2 separate regions of the Sus scrofa genome follow, and region 1 is linked to region 2. Evidence: chromatin contacts called from public HiChIP or PLAC-seq data. All regions are on one chromosome and are shown on one strand. Each heading gives the region's core, a stretch centred on a gene start, on an enhancer-like site or on the middle of the called end of the contact. The rest is flanking DNA. Distances are from core to core; before and after follow the strand shown. Region 1 holds the start of MED7 (mediator complex subunit 7). Region 2 overlaps CYFIP2 (cytoplasmic FMR1-interacting protein 2).

Region 1 (4,082 bases), core at 250-2,749, 140 kb before region 2:
CTCCAGTATTTCAAGCAATGCCTAGAAGGTGCTAAATCCTCAATAAAGATTCAATGAGTTGTGGTTGTTTTTAACCTATATTTTTAAAAATTAATAGAAAAACAGGCAAAAGATGACAAAGAAAATGGAAATGTGAATAAAAGCTTGAAAACATTCAGACTAATGCACCGTTAAAAGCAAATTTTAAAAAGGATCCTTCCCATCTAACAGACTATTAAGATTTCAACTATTCCATCATTCAACAAACATCAGAACACCTTCCATGCAGTGGGCCCTGGATCCCGGACCTGGGGCTCCCAGAACACTCCCCTTCCTCTCGGTGCCCTCAGAGTGGCCGTCTCAATTTTAGAAGCAGGTTTCCCAATTTCAGAAGCAGGCTAGGGGTCAATTCCGAGCTACCGCTGGCGGCCAATGCCACGGCTCACCACAAGGCCAAATCCTTAACCCACTGAGTGGGCCAGGAGTCGAACCCGCAACCTCATGGTTCCAGGTCGGATTCCTCTCCGCTGCGCCACGACGGGAACTCCAGTATCACTGTTTTATACCCTCCCTTACTTAAGCTTCGTAATATTTCTGTGAGTTTAATACCACTATCGATTTCATTTTAGAGCTGATAATTACAAGTCTGTCTCATTGAGAGGGAGTGTCTGCAACCAGATCAAAAAGCTAATAAATGGCAGAGCAGGAATTCTTATCTAGGTCCTTTTTGTTGCACCATCAAGCTCTCTCAAATCAGTGAAGTACCAAGAGCCTAACAATACAAAAAAAACTTGATATACTACAGAAATTATGTTTCTCTCTCCATCACTTCTCTCAGCTGAACTTGTCAAAAGCGATGGAAGTCTCTGGTAAAACCAGCGCCAGGCATCACAGGTGGTGATCAGATTGAAGATCCACCTTTCAGTGTCTGTTTCGTTTTGGAGGACTTAACTAAAACAGAAAGGTATTCCAGGGTGCCAGTCCCAGAGGTTTTGCTCACTTCTCTACTGTGAAGGGGGACGCTTAAAAGCTGCCTTCAAAACCTCTCTGGATGATCTGATGATGAGGCTATAGTTCTACCTCCTTCCCAGCCTCCCACTATTTCATGTGATTAGAGGACTGATCCCCGAGGGAGGGTTGGTTATCTCATAAAGCCGGAGGGGCCAAGAGACTTGCAGAGGCTACACAAACCAGCGGCACACGACTGGAACTCAGCTCCCCGGACCTCCGGCGCAGCTCGAGATCCCGACTCGGAAGCAGCCCGCAGCCCACTGCGCGGAGAGCACCTTCCTCCAGGCGCTCTACCCGGCGGCTCCGCGGGGGTCGGGGAGGCCGCGCTCCCCGAAGGGCGCGGGAGAGGAAGGTGGGCGAGCACACTATGCGCCAAGCCTCCCACCACTCCCAGCCCGCCGGGAGGAAGCGGCGGGGTCCGGAAGGAGAAATGCAGCGGACGGAACCGAGCCCCAAGTCGTCGCCGCCCACTCACCTCGGTACTGGGTTTACACTGGTAACCGCCTTCGCCACCACAGCCGAAGTCCAACTTCCGGCCTCCTCTTCCCGGAAGAAGCTACTGGTGCTGTCTCTTGACTGGCGGAAAGAGCTGTCCTTTAACCCAGGCTCTAGTCCCGCCTCAGACCGATGGCTCGCTATTGCGCCTGCGCATAACCTCCTCTCTCCCCGCTCTTTCCGCGATTTGGCGGCAGCCGCAGGGTTTGGGGTGTTGGAGTCTTTTCTTGTGCTTTTTCTATCAGTAGCAGTGGCACGTGGTAGCGTCGTTTCTTTTTTTGCTGTTTTTTTTTAACGCTTAAAATTAAAGCATCCATATGCCTTACATAAACTTTAAAAAATAGAGACAAGCAGCTATTTTTAAACGTTACATTTAAAAAAATGTTACCCCACTGTCAAAAACAACATTTAAATAAATACATAAATAAATAATTTTAAAAATAACCTTAAGAAATGAGATTGGACTCCACATGCTGGAAATAATTTGGAACATGGAAATCTTAATCTCGAAATATGTGTGAAAATGGTTGGGAAGCAACATATTCTTAATTTATATTTCTTCACCGTCCATTCAGTTTTATTCACGTATTCAGATTCTGTTACATTTCCAGGCAACAAATTAACAAGCATAAAACAAAACGATATGTAAGAGTTTCTTCTGGAGGCGACTTTCAAGAAGTGCTACACATTTCTAAATTTGTGGGAATCTTACAAAAAAGCATGCTACCAAGACACGGCTCGGATCCCGCCTTGCTGTGGCCCTGGCTTACGCTGGCAGCTACAGCTCCAATTGGACTCCTAGCCTGGAAACCTCCATATGCAGTGGGTGCAGCCCTAAAAAGACAGAAAGACAAAAAAAAAAAAAAAAAAAAAAAAAAGATTTTTTTATTCCAGTTTTTAAAACTTACTATGAAGCGTTCCAAACATATATAGAAGTAGAGAATAGTCTCTACTTTCAATTTCAATAATTATCTACCTATAGACATTATTTCAGTTCAGTATGCATTTCTGAAAGATAAAGACTTGTTTGGGGGTTTTATTGTTGTTTTCATTGAACCACAGAACCACTGTCTCATTTAAAAATAAGTTAATAACTTGATTTAGTTTCATCAATGAAATCAGTATGAAAATACCAAATGTCTGAAGATGCAATGAAGTCTTTTGTGACTAGCTGATGTATCTTTTTATTATCTTTTTTTTTTTTTTTTTTTTTTTGGCTTTTTAGGGCCACACTCCAGGGCATATGGAGGTTCCCAGGCTAGGGGTCTAATTGGAACTGTAGCTGCTGACCTAGACCACAGCCACAGCAATGCAAGATCCAAGCCACGTCTGTGAACTACACCAGAGCTCAGGGCAAAGCTGGATCCTTAACCCACTGGGCAAGATCAGGGATCAAACTTTCATCCTCACAGATGCTAGTCAGGTTCATTAACTGCTGAGCCACAATGGGAACTCCTCTTTCTATTATCTTTTAATCTATAGTTTCCTTCCTCCATTTCAGTCCCCCCCCCCACACACATCAATTTATTTGTTGAAGAAATATGTTCACTTTTTTTTTGTTTTCGTTTTTTGGCTTTTTGACTTTTTAGGGCCACACTTGTGGCACATGGAGGTTCACAGGCTAGGGGCTGAATGAGAGCTACAGCTGCTGGCCTATGCCACAGCCACAACAACTTGGGATCCGAGCTGCGTCTGCAACCTACACCACAGCTCACGGCAACGCTGGATCCTTAACCCACTGAGCAAGGGCAGGGACCGAACCCGCAACCTCATGGTTCCTAGTCGGATTCGTTAACCGCTGAGCCACAGCAGGAACTCTGAAACATGTTCACTTTTGATCGTACTCCATTCAGGCTTTTCTCCCTTCCCTGAGACCAACGTGACCTACATGGTGTCCTCTAAGGGTTTTGTTTTTGTTTTTGTTTTTGTTTGTTTGTTTGTTTTTTGTGTGGAAGTTCCTGGACCAGAATCAAAACTGCAGCACAGCAGCAACCTGAGAGGCTGGAGTGAGAACACCAGATCCTTAACCCTTTGTACCACAAGGGATCTCCCTCCAATGGGCATTCTTAGTCCTCATTTTATTCTACTCTCAGCAGCCTTTGGCACATTCAATCATTCGAATTGCCCCAGGACTCAGTTCTCAGTTCTTAGCGGGATATTCTCTAGGTGATGCTACGCAGGTGATATCCAGGAAGAGGCAACATCCTCTCTTTTGCACTCAGACCCTTTTATTCAAAAGTATTACACATCTTCACTCAGTTGCAACTTGACTCAATTGCAAAGGCTCAAATCCAAATATTCATCTTTTACTCCTCTTTCTCCCATACTCCCCACTACCACACCAGCCTTTTGTATTAGTTCTATGTGGAAATAAGTACAAGTCCCAAATAGAATTCATTTTCACCAACCCCACTGCCTGGGTCCTCATTCATGCCACCACCATTTCCCCTGGACTTCTGAAATAGCCTCCTACATAGCTTCCTTGCTATCACTTTTGTCTATCCTTCCTTAGCCTACTTACCACACTATCTTAAAATACAAGATAGATCTGACCACTCTATTCAGAGTTCTCCAAGATTTTCTATCACACAACAAAA
Region 2 (4,054 bases), core at 914-3,413:
CTGATGGGGTTGTGTCTGACTTACCTGGGAGGATCCCCTCCCCTCCCGGACTTTTGTTGATGCCATCCTCAAGCAGCACTGAAATGTGAAGAATTTCAGATTTCTCATTCACACGTTCTCTGACCTTTCTCACTGTATCAGTGATAGTCTAAAGCCTGCCCATTCATTCAATAAATACCATGTACCTGGTACCTGCAGAGACCCTGCTCAATGCCAGAGAAGGCATATGTGCAAGGACAGATGGGGCTGGGTGGGATTCGCAGTGAATCAAGTGGGAAAGAGAGAAGCTGGCCATTTATTGAGCACTTTCTGTGCAGATATTTTTTTTTTTTTGTCTTTTTGCTATTTCTTTGGGCCGCTCCCGCGGCATATGGAGGTTCCCAGGCTAGGGGTTGAATTGGAGCTGTAGCCACCGGCCTACGCCAGAGCCACAGCAACGCAGGATCCAAGCCACGTCTGCAACCTACACCACAGCTCACGGCAACGCTGGATCGTTAGCCCACTAAGCATGGGCAGGGACCGAACCCGCAACCTCATGGTTCCTAGTCGGATTCGTTAACCACTGCGCCACGACGGGAACTCCTGTGCAGATATTTTAAATGTACTGTCTTTTTAATCCTCACCTCAACCCTGTGAAGTAGGTTCTATTTCAGTATCCATTTTATGAAGGGGGAAAACTAAAGTCCAAAAAAGTTAAGTGATTTACTCAAAGTCCTACCACTGACAAATGACAGCTAAATCCAAGTCTGTTTGAACACAAAACCTGTGCTCTAGGCGATGCTGCAGACAAATAAAAATGTACAAAGTTAAAGGAACGAGACATGGTGATAGTTCAGAGTTTTTAAGGGGCAGTGAGAGGGTCGGAGAAAGCTTAATGAAGGAAGTGGTTTTTGACTAGGGCCTTCTATATACACACATTATAACTATATATATATATACTATAACTATATATATATATATATATATATATATATATATACACACACACACACATAGTACTTTAAACTCTAAGGTATTCTCATACATGATATCATTGGAACCTTGTAACAGCCCTGAGACTTGCAAAGAGATCATTATACCCATTTTAGGGATGAGAAAACTGAGACCTAGAGGACTTAATAAGCCAATAGCTCATGATCCCACAATTAGTAAATCACAGGGTTGAACCTTGAATCCAGGACTTACGATTCCCAGCCATGATCTCTTTCCACTGACCTCTGCTGTCCCACACAATGAGAATTTTATCTGTCAGAGGTGAGACGGGGAGGGCCTAGCTAGGGGATGCAGGATGAGCAAAGGCACAGAGGCAGAAGTTTTCAGAGACTGCCTGGGTTTGGACTGTAAAGTCCATAGAGGGAAATATTCTGTATTATTTATGACAAATTAGATAAGGTCAGTGCATCTAGGGTGTATTAGTTCAGTAGAGCCGCCGTAATAAAATACCACAAATGGCGTGGCTTAAATAACAAACGTATTATCTCGCAGTTCTGGAGACAAGAAGTCCAATATCAAGATGTCAGCAGGGTTGCCGTCTCCTGAGGCCTCTGCATGATTTACAGGTGGCCGCCTTCTGGCCGTGTCCTCACACGGTCTTTTCTCTGTGTGAGCACATGTATGTTGTCTGTGTGTCCAAATTCAGTCAGATTGGATTGCAGTCCACCGAAGGGGCCTCATTTTAAGTGAATCACCTCTTTAAAGGCCCTGTCTCCCAACAGAGTCACATTCTGAGGTACCAGGGTTAGGATTTCAACATATGAATTTGGAGGGACACAAGTCAGCCCATCACAGAGAGCTTCCATGCATTTAATCAGAAATTGGCAGCGATGGAAATTTTTCATTGATGGGAGAAATACCAACAGAGTTACGCTTGGGGCATACGCTTCATTTGTTTTGTGCAGAATGAACAGTGAGGAGGTGTGAGCGAGGCGAGTACATCCACTGAGATAAACTTATCTACACTGGAGGCATCGAGGGCTGAATGAGGGCCAAGCTGGGAGGGGTGGCTAAGGGGACAGGCATAGGAGAGACAGTGAAGGTCAACCTGCCGTAGTCTGCTGGCTTCACAGTCTGCTGGGCCCTGGAGCTCTGGGGGGCAGAACAGTGCTGACAGAGGTTTCCTGGAAATGCCAGGTGGGGGCGCCCATGGGGAAGTCAGAGGAAGCGCCCGTGTGGAGGGGAAGGGTATTCATTTCCTACTGCTGCTGTAACAGATGGGCCCAGAGCAGTGTCCTACAACTATACAAGTTTATTTGCTTTAATTCAATTTTATTGGGGTATAGTTGACTTACAATGTATGAGTTTCAGATGTACAGCAGAGTGAATCAGTCAGACATACAAATATAGCCATTCTTTTTTCCCTGTATAGGTTATTACCAACTATTGAGCAGACTTTCCTGTGCTCTGCAGTAGGTTCTCGTTAATCATCTATTTTGTACAGCAGGGTGTAGATGTTACTCCCACGCTCCCAGTTCTTCCTTCCCCACAACGGTTTCCCCTGAGGTAACCGTAAGATTGGTTTTGAAATCTGTGAGTTTGTTTCTGTTTTTTAAATAAGTTCTTTTGTGTCATTTTTATTAGTGTCCACATAGAAGTGGTACTGTATGATGTTTGTCTCTCTTTGTCGGACTTACTTCACTCAGTGGAGATACAGTTCTTTAGGTCAGAAGTCTGACATGGGTTTTACAGAGTTAAGGCTGGCATTTGTTTTTTGGAGGCTCTGCAGGAGCATCTGTTACCTTGTTCTGGCTTCTAGAGGCTGCCCACATACCTTGGCTCAGCCCCCTCCCAGCCAGCAATCCCACCACTCCATGCTCTGCTTCCATCCTCACGGCTCCTGCTCTGGCTCTCCCGCCTCCCTCTTTCACTTGCCAGGACCCTTGCCATTCCATTGGGTCCGGCAGGTAATCGCGGAAAACCTCCCCCTCTCCAGGTTCCTAACTTAATTCCACCTGTCAAGTCCCTTTTGCTGTGTAAGGTGGTGTTTTCACAGGTTCTGGAGATTAGGATGTGGACGTCTTTGTGGGACCATTATTCTACCAACAGAGAGATAGTGTTGATATGGCTTTAGAGGGGGTCAAAATAGGGTGAACTGTTGGTATTCATGGATGATGCCAAAACATCATTTCCTCCACAACTTCCACCCTGCACCTTTCTCTAAGGTAGCTTAGCAACAGCAAGTAAGTGGCTTCATTAGATGCTCCTCTTCTTGAACTTCTCCTGCCCACCCTGGGACGAGGTCAGTCTCTCAAAGGGCAGGATAGCCAGAGAGAGGAGGAGGAGGAGAAAGTGTGCAAACCATGCCAATGATCCCCTCTGAGGAACAGCAAGAGTTCTTTCCTGGGGGGTGAGATGGGGCTGAGTGTCCTGAGTAAGCAGTGAGAGGTCAGTTTGTCACTATATGAAATAGGAACCGAACTCACATTGGGTTTATGTCATGGACTTAGAAAATCTTCAGATGTAAAGGACTGAGAGGTCCTTAGCCCTGCAGCTGGCAACCTGGACTGGAATTACCTGGAAAGTATTAAAAATCATTGATGCCTGTCCCCCCCCCCCCCCCCGAGACAATGATTTTATTCCAGTGGAGCATGGCCTGGGCATCAGGCATTCTCAAAGTTCCCCAGATGACTCATGGGCAGCCAAGGCTGAAAGCCAGTGATTTAGGCCAACTCTTGGCCTCCAAACAAGAAAATCGTGATATTTTTCAGATAAAAGGTAGGTCCACAAAGAACCAGGACCAGAACTCAAGTCTGCTGAGCCCAGGGCTCATCTCACCACACCACCCTGACCTCTGTATTCCAGGCATAATTATGTAACAAATCTGACTGATGGTCAGCTGAACTGTCCACAGGGCAGAGTCCCCGTCATCCTTGTTCAGTGGCCTGTGCCCCAGCACAGAGCACAGAGCCTGGGACCCATGAGTGCTCAGGGGAGGGTTCACTGGATGAATTGGTCAGAATAATCACACCTGCCGGTGGGTGGCCGGATGCTGAGAAGTAGGCAAGTGTTCTCTCCATTAGCTACTGTCACCCTTTTCTGACACTTGTTCTGCAGCAAC

What was found. HiChIP or PLAC-seq counts read pairs in DNA pulled down with a chosen protein or histone mark.
Region 1: an H3K27ac HiChIP or PLAC-seq map of alveolar macrophages shows a contact between it and region 2. The contact joins the promoter of MED7 here to the enhancer-like site in region 2. A contact is called at or near these places in 5 of 47 Hi-C or Micro-C datasets (alveolar macrophages, blood, skeletal muscle and 1 more) and 2 of 2 datasets of contacts at active chromatin or transcription factors (alveolar macrophages and skeletal muscle).

The regions. Positions count from the first base shown.
Region 1 is chr16:66,112,259-66,116,340 of Sscrofa11.1, reverse strand. It overlaps MED7 (mediator complex subunit 7), which reads right to left and starts at 1,499. Exons shown (of 2, transcript NM_001044615.1): 1 at 1,466-1,499. All of the region lies in intron 3 of FAM71B (protein FAM71B), which reads right to left.
Region 2 is chr16:65,973,455-65,977,508 of Sscrofa11.1, reverse strand. All of the region lies in intron 3 of CYFIP2 (cytoplasmic FMR1-interacting protein 2), which reads left to right. Among named protein-coding and RNA genes, the nearest start is that of CYFIP2, 26 kb to the left of the region's middle. Within about 2 kb of position 2,163, at least 7 of the 83 cell types and tissues checked have an H3K27ac peak or open chromatin away from gene starts, as enhancers often do. A contact at or near this core is called in alveolar macrophages, where this site is marked.